Regions from separate parts of the Neogale vison genome. Here region 2 is linked to region 1. Evidence: chromatin contacts called from public Hi-C data. All regions are on one chromosome and are shown on one strand. The core of a region is the stretch at or near the end of the contact, and the rest is flanking DNA. Distances in the headings are between cores, read along the strand shown.

The links. Hi-C and Micro-C count contacts between places; a contact is called where the count stands out from the background.
Region 2: a Hi-C map of muscle shows a contact between it and region 1, with 6 times the contacts expected there. The contact joins the enhancer-like site here to the promoter of JUN in region 1. A contact is called at or near these places in 2 of 3 Hi-C or Micro-C datasets (fibroblasts and muscle).

What each region holds. Positions count from the first base shown.
Region 1 is chr2:47,950,253-47,955,845 of ASM_NN_V1, forward strand. It overlaps JUN (transcription factor AP-1), which reads right to left and starts at 2,659. Exons shown (of 1, transcript XM_044238339.1): 1 at 1-2,659. The coding sequence starts at 1,677. The coding sequence ends at 673. LOC122900026 (a long non-coding RNA gene) reads left to right here and starts at 3,488. Exons shown (of 3, transcript XR_006383162.1): 1 at 3,488-3,512; 2 at 4,106-4,312.
Region 2 is chr2:48,118,902-48,125,206 of ASM_NN_V1, forward strand. No RefSeq gene overlaps it. Among named protein-coding and RNA genes, the nearest start is that of JUN, 170 kb to the left of the region's middle. Within about 2 kb of position 3,745, the one cell type or tissue checked has open chromatin away from gene starts, as enhancers often do. A contact at or near this core is called in fibroblasts, where this site is marked.

The DNA of each region.
Region 1 (5,593 bases), core at 1,409-3,908:
AAACTCAGAGTGCTCCAAATCTCTTATTTACAAACAACACTGGGCAGGATACCCAAACAAACAAACATGAAATAACTTACAAAGGCATGAAGCTGTTTATTGACAGTAATCAGCTTTCATCAAATTAAAAAATATATATATGTACATACACAGTTAAGGAAGGCAGGCCAGAAAGAGTTCATCTGCAGGCTCAGCCTCGCTCTCACAAACCTCCCTCCCGCCTCCCCTCCCCCAACCCCCGCCCCCCTTTGTGTTCTTAAGGAGTACTACAGAAGCAATCTACAGTCTCTATTGCAGTTTGGAACCCCCCCCCTCCCCCCCCTTTAATACTGAATGAGATCGAATGTTAGGTCCATGCAGTTCTTGGTCAATGTTAAAGAAAAGTCTAACGTTCTGTTCCTGCGGGGACAGCCCGTCCGCAAAGCGGGGCAGCCCGCAGGCAGCCGCTCCCTGGCCCCATGCCAAGGGAGGGCGCGCCAAGTCCTTCCCACTCGTGCACACTGGGGGCGCCGTCAGGACGCCGCCCAGTCCAACTTGGATACCCTTGGCTTTAGTCCTTGGACACTTCTTTTCTCTCTCTCTCTCGCTCTCTCAACTTGTCAAGTTCTCAAGTCTGTCTCTCTGTGTAATTTTTTTTTTCTCTGTTGTCCCTCAGCCCCCGACAGTCTCTCTTCAAAACGTTTGCAACTGCTGCGTTAGCATGAGTTGGCACCCACTGTTAACGTGGTTCATGACTTTCTGTTTAAGCTGTGCCACCTGTTCCCTGAGCATGTTGGCCGTGGACGCCAGCTCCGAGTTCTGCGCTTTCAAGGTTTTCACTTTTTCCTCCAGCCGGGCGATCCTCTCCAGCTTCCTTTTCCGGCACTTGGAGGCAGCTATGCGGTTCCTCATGCGCTTCCTCTCTGCCTTGATCCTCTCCTGCGACTCCATGTCGATGGGGGACAGGGGCGGCGTTTCCCCGGGCATCTCGGGCACCGTCTGCGGCTCCTCCTTCAAGGCCTGCAGCCGCGGGTGCTGCACGGGGAGCTGCTGGGGCAGGTGGTGCGGCGGCTGCGGGGGCTGCTGCTGCTGCTGGGGCTGCGCGGGAAAGGCCAGGCCGGCAGCGCCGTAGGAGGGCGCCCCGCCGCCGCTGCTCAGCGCGCCGGGGTTGAAGTTGCTGAGGTTGGCGTAGACCGGCGGCTCGCTGTGCAGGCTGGCACTGAAGCCGCCGCTGCCGCTGCCACCCGCCGCCGAAGCCACTGCCGGAGCCACCATGCCCGCCCCGCTGACCGGCTGCGCCGCCGACGTGACGCTGGGCAGCGTGTTCTGGCTGTGCAGTTCGGCCAGGGCGCGCACGAAACCCTCGGCGAAGCCCTCCTGCTCGTCTGTCACGTTTTTAGGGCACAAGAACTGCGTGGGGGTCGGCGTGGTGGTGATGTGCCCGTTGCTGGACTGGATTATCAGGCGCTCCAGCTCGGGCGAGGCCAGCTTGAGCAGCCCCACGTCGGGTGAGGTGAGGAGGTCCGAGTTCTTGGCCCGGAGGTGCGGCTTCAGGCTGCCCACCGGGTCGGCCAGGTTCAGGGTCATACTCTGTTTCAGGATCTTGGGGTTACTGTAGCCGTAGGCGCCGCTCTCAGACTGGAGGAACGAGGCATTCAGGGCATCGTCGTAGAAGGTCGTTTCCATCTTTGCAGTCATAGAACAGTCCGTCACTTCACGTGGGGTTAGTTTGGGCTGCGCGCAGAAGTTTCGGGGCCGCAACAGCGCGCTGGCGAGCGGGGGGCACCCGCGCCTCCCCGGGCCCTGGGCAAGGAAAGTTTCTCGAGAGGCGCGCGCACCCGCCGGCTGTCCTCCCCCCTGCGCCCTGCTCACCAGCTCGCTCCCCAGGCGCTCAGAGGTCAGGTGCCGCCCGCACTCTTGTCAGCTCGCGCGCGCAGCCCGGCTTTGAAAAGTCGCGGTCACTCACGAAGCGCTCTCGGGCGCAGCGGTTCCTGGGAGCCGGCGGACGAATGCGCTTCCCGGCGACAGCGGCCTTCCCGGCGGCAGCAGTCAGCGCCGATCCCGCTGTGGCCGGCCGGCGGCGGCTCTCCGCCGCCCCAACGCCGACGACTGTCCCCTCCTCCGCTGCGAGGGGGAGGCGGCGCCTGGCAGCCGCGGCTCGCGCTCGCCCAAGTTCAGCAACCGGTGCGAGAGAAGCTGAGCGCACGTCCCTCCTCGGTCTCCTCTCTCCGCCGCCTTCTCGTCTTCACCGCCGCCGCCACAGCTTCACGCGCAGCAAAGCTTTGCAAAAGTTCGCTCCGGGACCCGGGCCACTTGTCCCCTGTCCTCCTGGCCAGGAAAGTTCTTGGCCGCTGCAGCCGCTCTCCGGACTTCCCCGGACGGACTGCCGCCTCGCTCCGCGCTGTCAGCAGCTCCCGGGCAGCGGGGCTCTTCTCCTGGGGGCGGCTGGAGAAGGGGCTCTCCGGACGCTCCCCAAAACACCAGCCCCGGAGCCACAGGCGCTAGCTCTGGGCAGTTGGTGAGAAAGCAGAAAAGAAAACCGGATTTGCAGCTCGGACACCACTGCCGCCTTGCCTGCCTGTGTCTGCCTGTCTCCCTGAGTCCGCGAACCTCCACTCCCGCCTTGGTGGTTCAGCCACACTCCGTGCAACTCTGAGCCCTTATCCAGCCCGAGCTCAACACTTATCTGCTACCAGTCAACCCCTAAAAATAGCCCATGATGTCACCCCAAGGCCTTCCCATTGGCTCGCGTCGCTCTCAAGGGGGCGGGCCCGCCCGTCGCCATGGAGACCCCACCCTAGAAGATTCTTCTCTAGACCCGCGGAGGCTCACGGGATGAGGTAATGCTCCGCTGCCCTCCTACAGTTGGGCCCTTCTTTCTCCTCCTCTCCCCCTCCCCCTCCCGCGCGATTCGCGCCGGGCTCTTTCCCCTCCCCTCCCCGGCGCGTCTTTCCCGGCCCGCCCGGTGCATTGTGGGCTGACGTCTTGGGGTTTGACTGTCTAGTGACGGTGGCTACAGCGAGTCGGGTGGACGCGGGCTCTCGCAGCCTCCGACCGAGGCGGGCTCAAGTTCAGGGCTTGGGCGGGAATGCAGGGGACTCAGGCACCCGGAAGGCTCGGAAACCGAGCCAGGTGTCTGGGGCTGAGAGCGCTGGGTGTGGGGTATTTCCCCGCTTGGGGTGCTCGCTATTATCCACCGGCACTTCGCCGCCTTGCGGGGCAGGAGGCTGTTCGCTCGGGTGTGTGCCCTCCCCGCACTTCCGGGGGGCGGGAGCACCGCCCTTAAGGTGGCTCTGTTAAGTCCCCTGTGGGGGCGAGTGAAAGTGGGCTTAAGTTTAGGGGCGGTCTCGGGAGAGCGGGCCCCCCACGTTGAGAACGCTGCAAAGTTTGTCTCCTGGTCAAGTTCACGAGCGATCGTCCGCGCTGCTGTTTGGCTGAGCCCAGAAGCCAAGTGATTTGCATTGCTCGAAACTCGGTGCTCAGCGAAGTCTGCGTTGCACCCCCACTGCACCCTCCAGACCATGGGAGAAAGGGTGCGCGGGCTCAGTTTTGCCTTGATGGGGAAGTTTTTCTATAGGGGGTAGAATTAGGGGGCAACTCAGCTTCCAGTTGTGAATGCGCGTTTAGGGAATCCGAAACTTGGGGAACCCCGGTGATCGTCTGCTACCCGCCCCCGCACAACATGCAACCATAGTTCACAAACACACGCGCGGGCGCGCGCGCGCGCACACACACACACACACACACACACACCCCACACACACACACACACACACACGCCACACACCTCCCGTCCTGATTTGTTTACAGGAAAACAAGTCCGAGAGCGTCAGATAACTCAGGAAAAAGTCACGCAGCGAGTCAGGGGTAGTGACCAGGATTTAAGATCTCTCCGCTCCGGGCCAGGTGGTGGGCCCATATCCTGGGTAGCCTCTAGGAAGCGCTAGACACATATAAGTGGTTCCTTTTTCTGCGGTTATTTTCTCCTCCTCCTACCCCACAGCCCTTAGGGAGAAAAGTGTATGGCGGAAGGAATATCCAAATTGGGGATCGTGGGTTCTCGCGTGCCCAGCGCTGCCACGGTGTGAAGTGACCTAATTGCCGAACTTCTCTTGAATTCGTTCAGGTCTGCAAGTGGGGCCGGTGAGACCCAACACACTGGGCTGAGCTAGTGGGACATCGTCGCCTCCAGGGCCAGGAGGTGGTCGCCGAACAAACCCCTTTTCTACCCTCCTTCGGAGTTTCCCAGAACCTCGATGAAATGACGGAATATGAGTGTGACTTGGCTGAACCAGGTGTCCTTACCCCTGTGAGGAGCGGTGAGGAGAGGAAGGTGAGGGAGGAAAGGGTCAGAAGTAAGCACTTTCCCGGACCTCCTGTGGAGGACTGGGGTTTGAAGTCAGACTTGCTGCAATTTGTGTTCTCAGATTCTAATTTTGGCTTTTCAGCTTCTGAACTTAGGGGGAATTCAGCCTTGGGTTTATAGCCCAGAGCTTTACGGTATTTGTGGCTTTGAGAGTTCAGATTCAAGGGCCCAATAGCAGCTGGTGTCAGAAATCTTGACAACTTTTCTTCACCCCACGCACTCACCTCTCCTTCCCTCCTGCAGCAGAGGGAAACTGAGCAGCTCCTGTGAGCCAGGCACTGAGCTGCGGTAGGGGGATAGAGTGATGACAAGACCCAGTTATTTTCCTTGAGAAGGGAACATTCTCTATTCTGTTGCCCTGAATCATTTTCTTTTGTAATCACGGAGCTGACGTTCTTAATAATTTTTTATGTTAACGGTAATAAAAATAAATTTCATGTATTAAACACCTACCACCAGCCAGGCATTTACCTGAGCTATTTAAATATGCTGTTTCTCCTCACAACCATCTCTAGGTACGTTTATTTTTATTTGGATCTAGCATATGAGGAACTAGGTTCAGAGAGGTTAAGGCTCTTGCTTAGGTCACACAGCTGGAAATTAACCTCAGGTCTTTGTTCCATTCCCTTGGATCTATACTGCTCTGGAAGACTTTCTTGTTAAGTATTGGGTGTCTGTAGGGGAATGGCACTTGGACGGTGGGATAGAACTAATTACCATGTCTGATCCTCTGGAACTCCTTTCAGAGCTCCTGTATTTGGAAACTTTAAGACTTAGGACTTTGTGTGTGTAAGTATATATATACACACATCGTTTGCCCAAGGGTTCTGTGTGTTTCTCTCTGCCTTATATGGTTTAGTAGGCTTATTTTCTTCTTATGTTGAGAAATAGAATATTTTATCCAAAAAAATAGCAGATCTGTTCATGTTAACACCACTGCTTGGAAACCTTCATGGCTTTCCCTTATGACCAGGAAAGAGTTCAGAGACCTTGGCTCAAGAGAGGGGGCTCCTTTCCTACGCTCACTTCTGCTCTCCTGCCTCCTCTGTCACTTCCAGGATTAGTCAGGACAGGCTGGGCTATGCTGCTCTAATGAACAAGCCAGACATCTCAGTGGCTTACCCCAGGGGAAGTTTATTTCTTGTTCATGCTACATGTCCCCGCTCAAGGTCTGCAGGGGAGTTCTGCTCACCATGGACACTTGAGGACTTGGACTGAAGAAGGCTTCGTCTTGACAAGTACTTCTCA
Region 2 (6,305 bases), core at 2,495-4,994, 170 kb after region 1:
AGCAAGACAGCCACAGCTGAGAGGTATCAGAAAGGCCTGTGGCTTTGGTTTCAGGTCTGATGAAAGGAAAGGAAAAACAAAACAAAAACATAAACCCAAACCCAGTAGGCTGCTTGCCAGCCATCCGAAACATGGTTCAGGCCAAAGCCGATGTCGGCCAAGAGGGAAATTACAGGCCTGAAATGAGAGACAAGTCTGCAGAAACCTCCTAGGGTTGTGTTTGGCGTATGTTTGTTTGCCCGCATGTGTGTTTGTGTGGATCTGTTTTTTGAAACGTGTGTCTCTTTTTTATTTATGTATTTAGCCCTGAAATGCTTTTAAAAAGCAAAAAACAAAGAAACAGTGTAGGAACCGTACTTTAAACTCCTTTCCTGCTGGATGATATTTGGGGTAATTCCATTTAATTTAGCTAACACCAGCTGGTATTTACTGACACATGCCAGGCACTGCGCAAGTCACTGGGGATCTAAGGATTCAGAGGGGCTGCCCTGTCCTGACGGAGCTCAGTGTCTGTCCTAAGAAAAGAGACGTAGGTGCAAAGGAGGATCCCAGGGTAACCCCAGGGGCAGGATCATTTCAGCTGGGTGTAGCTGGGACCTGAAGGACGGGATGTCTCAGTTCTTGGCAGAGAGGGGGCCAACAAGGGTCCTCCCAGGCAGACAGGAGAGGGCCTTTGAATGTAAAGGGAAGAGAGCTCATGGGGCCGGGGGGTTGGAGGAAATCTCATCTGAAGTCAGAGACCTGTGACTTGCCCCAGGTCCCCCAGCTGGGAAGCAGCAGCCTGAGGATTTGAACGCAGATCCCTCTGGTTGCTTCCCACCTCAGCCAAAACTCCTGAACACGAAAGCCCTATGATTTGGAAGGAAGACGTATCTAGTGTCTTTCAGCCCTTCCCATCCCTAAGGACCAGTTGAGTTGAGTCTTACATCCCCAGTAAGGCTACTTGAATACCTTAATTGATTTTATACCTTAGAGTAAGTTAATAGTATGATACAACTGAGTTCTTAGAAAATATATGCCTTGATATTGCTAGATACCATTTGATAACACTATGCATTTCTCTTCAACAAGACAAACAGACATACTCACTAATTTGTTTGTTATAAAATAATGATCTGCGATCAACAAAGGAGACAAGAGCAATGAAACTATCTTTGAAGGCAGAAATGACTTTAATTCCTTTTTATTTCCCATGAAGAACTCAAGAAATACTTGCAGAGCTGGGCTGGCTTGGCTGTACTTCTTTGTGGAGTGTGTTAGTCAGATCTTGCCACAGTACTGCTTGGTAACAAACCATCTAATGCTCAGTCACAACCACAAGGATTTTTTTTTTCTCACTTACGAGTTTGAGGGTTGACTGGCTTGGGTTTGGTGCAGCTTCGGAAAGTAGCCTGTGGTTGCTCTTCTCATGGTAATTGAGCAAGTGAGCAGAGGAGAACATGAAACAGATAATGCCTCTTGAGGTGTTCAGCCAGAACTGCCATGCTGTCCTTTTCAGGCATATTCCTTTGCCCATGACAAGTCAGATGGCCAAGCCCAGTATCACTGGGCAAGGCAATGTATCTGCCCACCCTAGTGGGAGACCCTACAAAGTCAATGGCAAAGGGTATAATTCAAACATAAGGAGAGCCTGAGGATTTGGAGAAAGGTGCTGGGCTTCATAGGTGGACTTAATTCTTTTCTTTTTTAAGATTTTATTTATTTATTTTTGTGTGTGAGAGAGAGCCCAAGCAGGAGGGAGGGGGCAGAGGGAGTAGCAGACTCCCCATGGAGCAGGGAGCCTGATGCAGAACTTGATCTCTGGACCCTGGGATGATGATCTTAGTTAAAGACCTGAGTTAAAGGCAGACGTGTAACTGAATGAGCCACCCAGGTGCACCAGAGGTAGACTTAATTTCAAATTTAAGTTACCATTTATCTGCTTTGGAGACTAGGGAAATCACTTAACCCCTCTGACTTTCTTTCCTTCTCATACTGAGTGCTTATAATATGCCAAGCACCAAGCTTAGCATTTTAGGAACACTGATGTACCTAAGGTAGGTAAGGTAAGTTTCCGATGAACTTCACCCAAGGAACAGCCAGCTGATGTGACTGACAACCAACAGCCAAGTTTCAAAGTTCATTGTTGGTTAAAAAAAGTAAGGGTTATTATTAGCAGCGATGGGGAGGGCAACCACACTTCCCAGTCACATGTCTTCAAGAGAAAGGAACTGGAAGCCAAGCCTGGATGGTGTTGGTGGTGCAACAGGTTTCATGTGGAGACAAATTTCGTAATTGCCATGGCTGTCAGGTGATGCCGAGACCTCTGCTCCCCAGATTATCTTTCCATTCGGCGGCCAGGTGCTCTGACATCACTAGGGAAGGACCGCTGGCAGCTTTGTGCAAGATTTGATTTATGCATCAGGAAAGATACTAGCAAGAGTAAATCTTGGATCAGACAGACATGATTTGAATCAAGACTGAGCCTCAGCCTGGCGGGGTGGCCTTGCCCCCAGTAATGCTGTTCCCTCTGCCTCAGTACTCCACCTGCTCAGGGCCAGCTTTCTGGCTCCATGTCCCTTCATCCCAGAGGCCTTTCCTGATGCTCTCTAGCCCTCTTCCCCTCAACACGCTGGACATGCCCAAACCCTGAACCTGGGTTTCCTAATTGTTTGCTTGATTCATCTCTGCCACTAGAATAACTACTCTGGGAATGCAGGCCCTGGCTCTTGTTTCCCGTTAAAATCCTACTTTCCACCATTGTGCCTACATTCCATCATTGTAGCAGGCCTTCTGTGAACATTCCTTTATCGAATGAATTCAACGATAAACCACTAAAAGCAGGCAGTTGCTTCATAATCATCATGTAGTGGGTTCACTATTATCTGTGCTGTGAAAGCCATGTGACTCTAAGTCTTGTAACTCAAAGTATGGGCCCCCGCTTGGACCAGCCTGCTCTGAAAACTTGTAAGAAAAGCAGCATCTCAGCACCAGCCCCCTCTCCTGACCTACTGAGTCAGAAGCTGCATTGTAACTAGATCTCAGATGATTCATAAACATACCAAATTTTGAGAAGCACCACTGTCTATACCTTTGTGACTTAGAAATAAAATCTGACTGCACAGTCTTGCCTTGATATACTTGAAGACCACCACAGCCTCCAAGGCCAGTTGCACTGATAGGAGCAGCTGATAGTTTGAAGTGCACAGAACTTTGTTATGCTGAGTGTTTCACAGATGGGGAGGCTGAGGCCCAGAGAAGCTAAGTGATGCCCCACTGCCCTACGGCTAGTGAGCAGCAGAGCCTGATGCTTTGTCTTCCAGTCCAGGTTCAAGTTTAGAGCAGAGGAACTCTGGATGAGTTGCCAGCTGCCTTGACTGCAGGGTCACATCTCATACTGCCCTAATAAGTGGCAGAAGTGGGGTCCAAACCCAGTTTGGCTCATTCCCAAGTTCTGAGATGCCTGCTTCCCCTAGACCAGCTCCAATGCCCTCTTCCTGGAAATGGAGGAGGCAACTTGCCCCAGGACACACAGAGAATTAGAGGTGGTGCTACACATACAGTGTCTTTCCGGAGACCACACCACCCATCTTCTCTCACCATCGCCATGGGAAGGGGCTTCCAGAGAAGGGCCCCAGGGTTGACCGCTGATCCCCAGGAGACCCGGCCTTCCCGTGAAGCTGAGTGAGCCACTTTGTGGGAGGCTTCTGGCCCCACTTACAAGCACCATTTCTGTGTTTAGTCTGGTCTGCCTCCAGGGGCGAGATGATGAAACAGAGAATCGCCTTGGACAGCGGCTGTCACTTGCATGCCAGTCTGTGCCTCTGTTTTCCTTTTGCATCAGCGGGAGGAGGGGGGTCTTCATAACTGGGCTGAAACTCACGAGATAGACATTGAAGGGAAGGAGTCTACAACTCAAGCTGCAGAAAAGGAAGGGTCAAGAGGACAGGATGGCTTCTGCAGAAAGCCAGGTGAAGTTCCTGCATTCTTAAATGACAGGATTTAGGAATAACAGTCTTAGGAAGATTCTTAGAAAGCCTTAAGCAATTGCAGTGAATAGCTAGGTTGGGCCTGGGTTCCAGTCTTGTTCTTGGCCTCTTTCGACTGCACAATAATTCACCTGCCATGTAGCAGTAATGACACTCAGGATTGTTGTGATCTTAAAATTGAAATAGTGTGTGTCCTACGCCTCCAGAGAAGACAGTCAGTAAATGAAGAACAGGCTGTATGTGTGTGTGTGCAGGTATATGTCCCCTTACCTCCTCATTATCTTTTTTTTCTTTTTTTAGAGGGGTATATGGGAAGGGGCAGAAAGAGAGGGAGGGAGAGAATCCTGAGTAGGCTCCCCATTCAGTACAGAACTGGATTGGGGCCAAATCTTACAACCCTGAGATCATGACCTGAGCAGAAATCAAGAGTCAGAGCTTTACCAACTGAACCACCCAGGTGCCCCCGTTTGTTTTTTGTTTTTGTTTTTGTTTTTTTTTTTTTACCTCATTTTGCAGACTGGGGACTAGAGCCAGGGACAGAAGTCATGATGTACACCACATGGAAGTTAACGACAGAGCCCAGAGATGAACACTTGTCTCCAGCATCCCAGGCCAGTGTTCTTTATCTTACATTATAATAATGAGGATGAAACTGGTTAACCAGATTCCTAACTTTTGCACCATGGAAACATAAAAAATGGCTTTCAGAGAGTATATGGAGAATCCACCAAATAAAATTGTTCTTCAAGCATCCCATCATCTAAAAAGACCATTTCTGTATGATCAGGGCAGTGGACACGTGGTCAGACTTAATCATTTTCACTCAGGGGACAGCTAGACTCAGCGATGTCTTTGTGCCCACGTCCACTCCTGAGACAAGAGTCTTGACAGGGTATGATCCAAGAGAAAGTCACGGGCGGAATACCAGCACAGTGGTATGGGCCCTGGAGACAGCTGGGGCCAGCTTTATCTATGACATAAGGACCGTGAATGTGCCTCATAAACCACAATAACTTCAATAATTCTGTCCTTGCTATAAAGGAATATTCCAGAAATGACTTTATCCCTCACTGGTCTCTGAGACCACATTAGAGGCTGAATCTTCTACAAACACATTGATAATTTATATCATGTCATGATATAATAATCTAATTTGTTTAGCATGTCACTAAATCTATAGTTTGAGGAAATCAACACTCATAATTAAGATTCAGGGGTAGGCCCATAAAATCCTTCATTGCTTTCTGAACCGTCAAGGCAAGGCCCAAGTATGGCTCCTGTCAGCTCACTGACTTTTAGGTGTTTGTTCAGAGGACACCTTCTCAGTGTGGCCTTCCCTGGCCACTGTAACTAAAATTGCAAACCTACCACCAACATACGCTATCCCCATTCCCTTTCGTCGTCACACTTGATATCAGATAACATCATACTTTGTTACTGGCTATGTACCCCCATTATTTATTCAGCAATACTCATCTGCTCTAAAAGCTTTGCAAATAGCAGCCAATTCAGTCTTCATGAAAACTATAAAAGGAGATATTACTATTTGCCCCTCAGTACAGATGAGGAGATGGAGTTGCAGAGAAGTGAGGTAATGTGTCCACAGTCACACAGGTTGCCAGTGGCAGTATGAAGACATGATCTCAGGTGTCTGGACCTCACTGAGTCCTGAGTCCTCACTCACACCTACCACACTGCTGAACCCATAGGGTCTGAATATGCAAAGGCAGGGATTTGCCTATCTGCTTCCCAGTGCCTAGAATAATGCCTGGTGCACCACGGCCCCCAATAATTGCTTGTTGGATGAATGACTCATACTACTCCATTGCTCTGAAAGCCCTTCATTCACAGAAACTATGTGTAGACAGCCATGCTCCATGCACCAAACATGTAGATTCTCAGAATGCAGTGGGGCAGGTGGAAAGAGCACAGGCTTTTGTGTCAGGTAAGAAGCGGATCACAATCCTAATTCAGTCAGTCATAGGTATAATATTAACTGAGCTCTGTGACCTTAACAAGTTCACCTAACCTCTCTGAGCCTTGGTTGCCTCCCTTTAAGAAGGAGAAAACAGTGAGTTCCTCACAGAGTTCCACATTATAATGGAAGTTCAGTGAGGATAAGGGGCCAGGCTCTGAGCAGGTAGTCAGGAAACATTAGTTCCCTCCTGCACTGGAAGGGATGGGGAAAAGCGAAGTGAAACTCCATCTTCCTTCTGCTGAGCAAGCTCTTACTTTTTGCGGAATAAGTATCGTAGGGTCAGGGGATGGGGAATGCAAAGAGGACCAAGGGATTGAAAAGTTTCAGTTTTCCCTTCTATAGCAGTTAAGACTGGAACA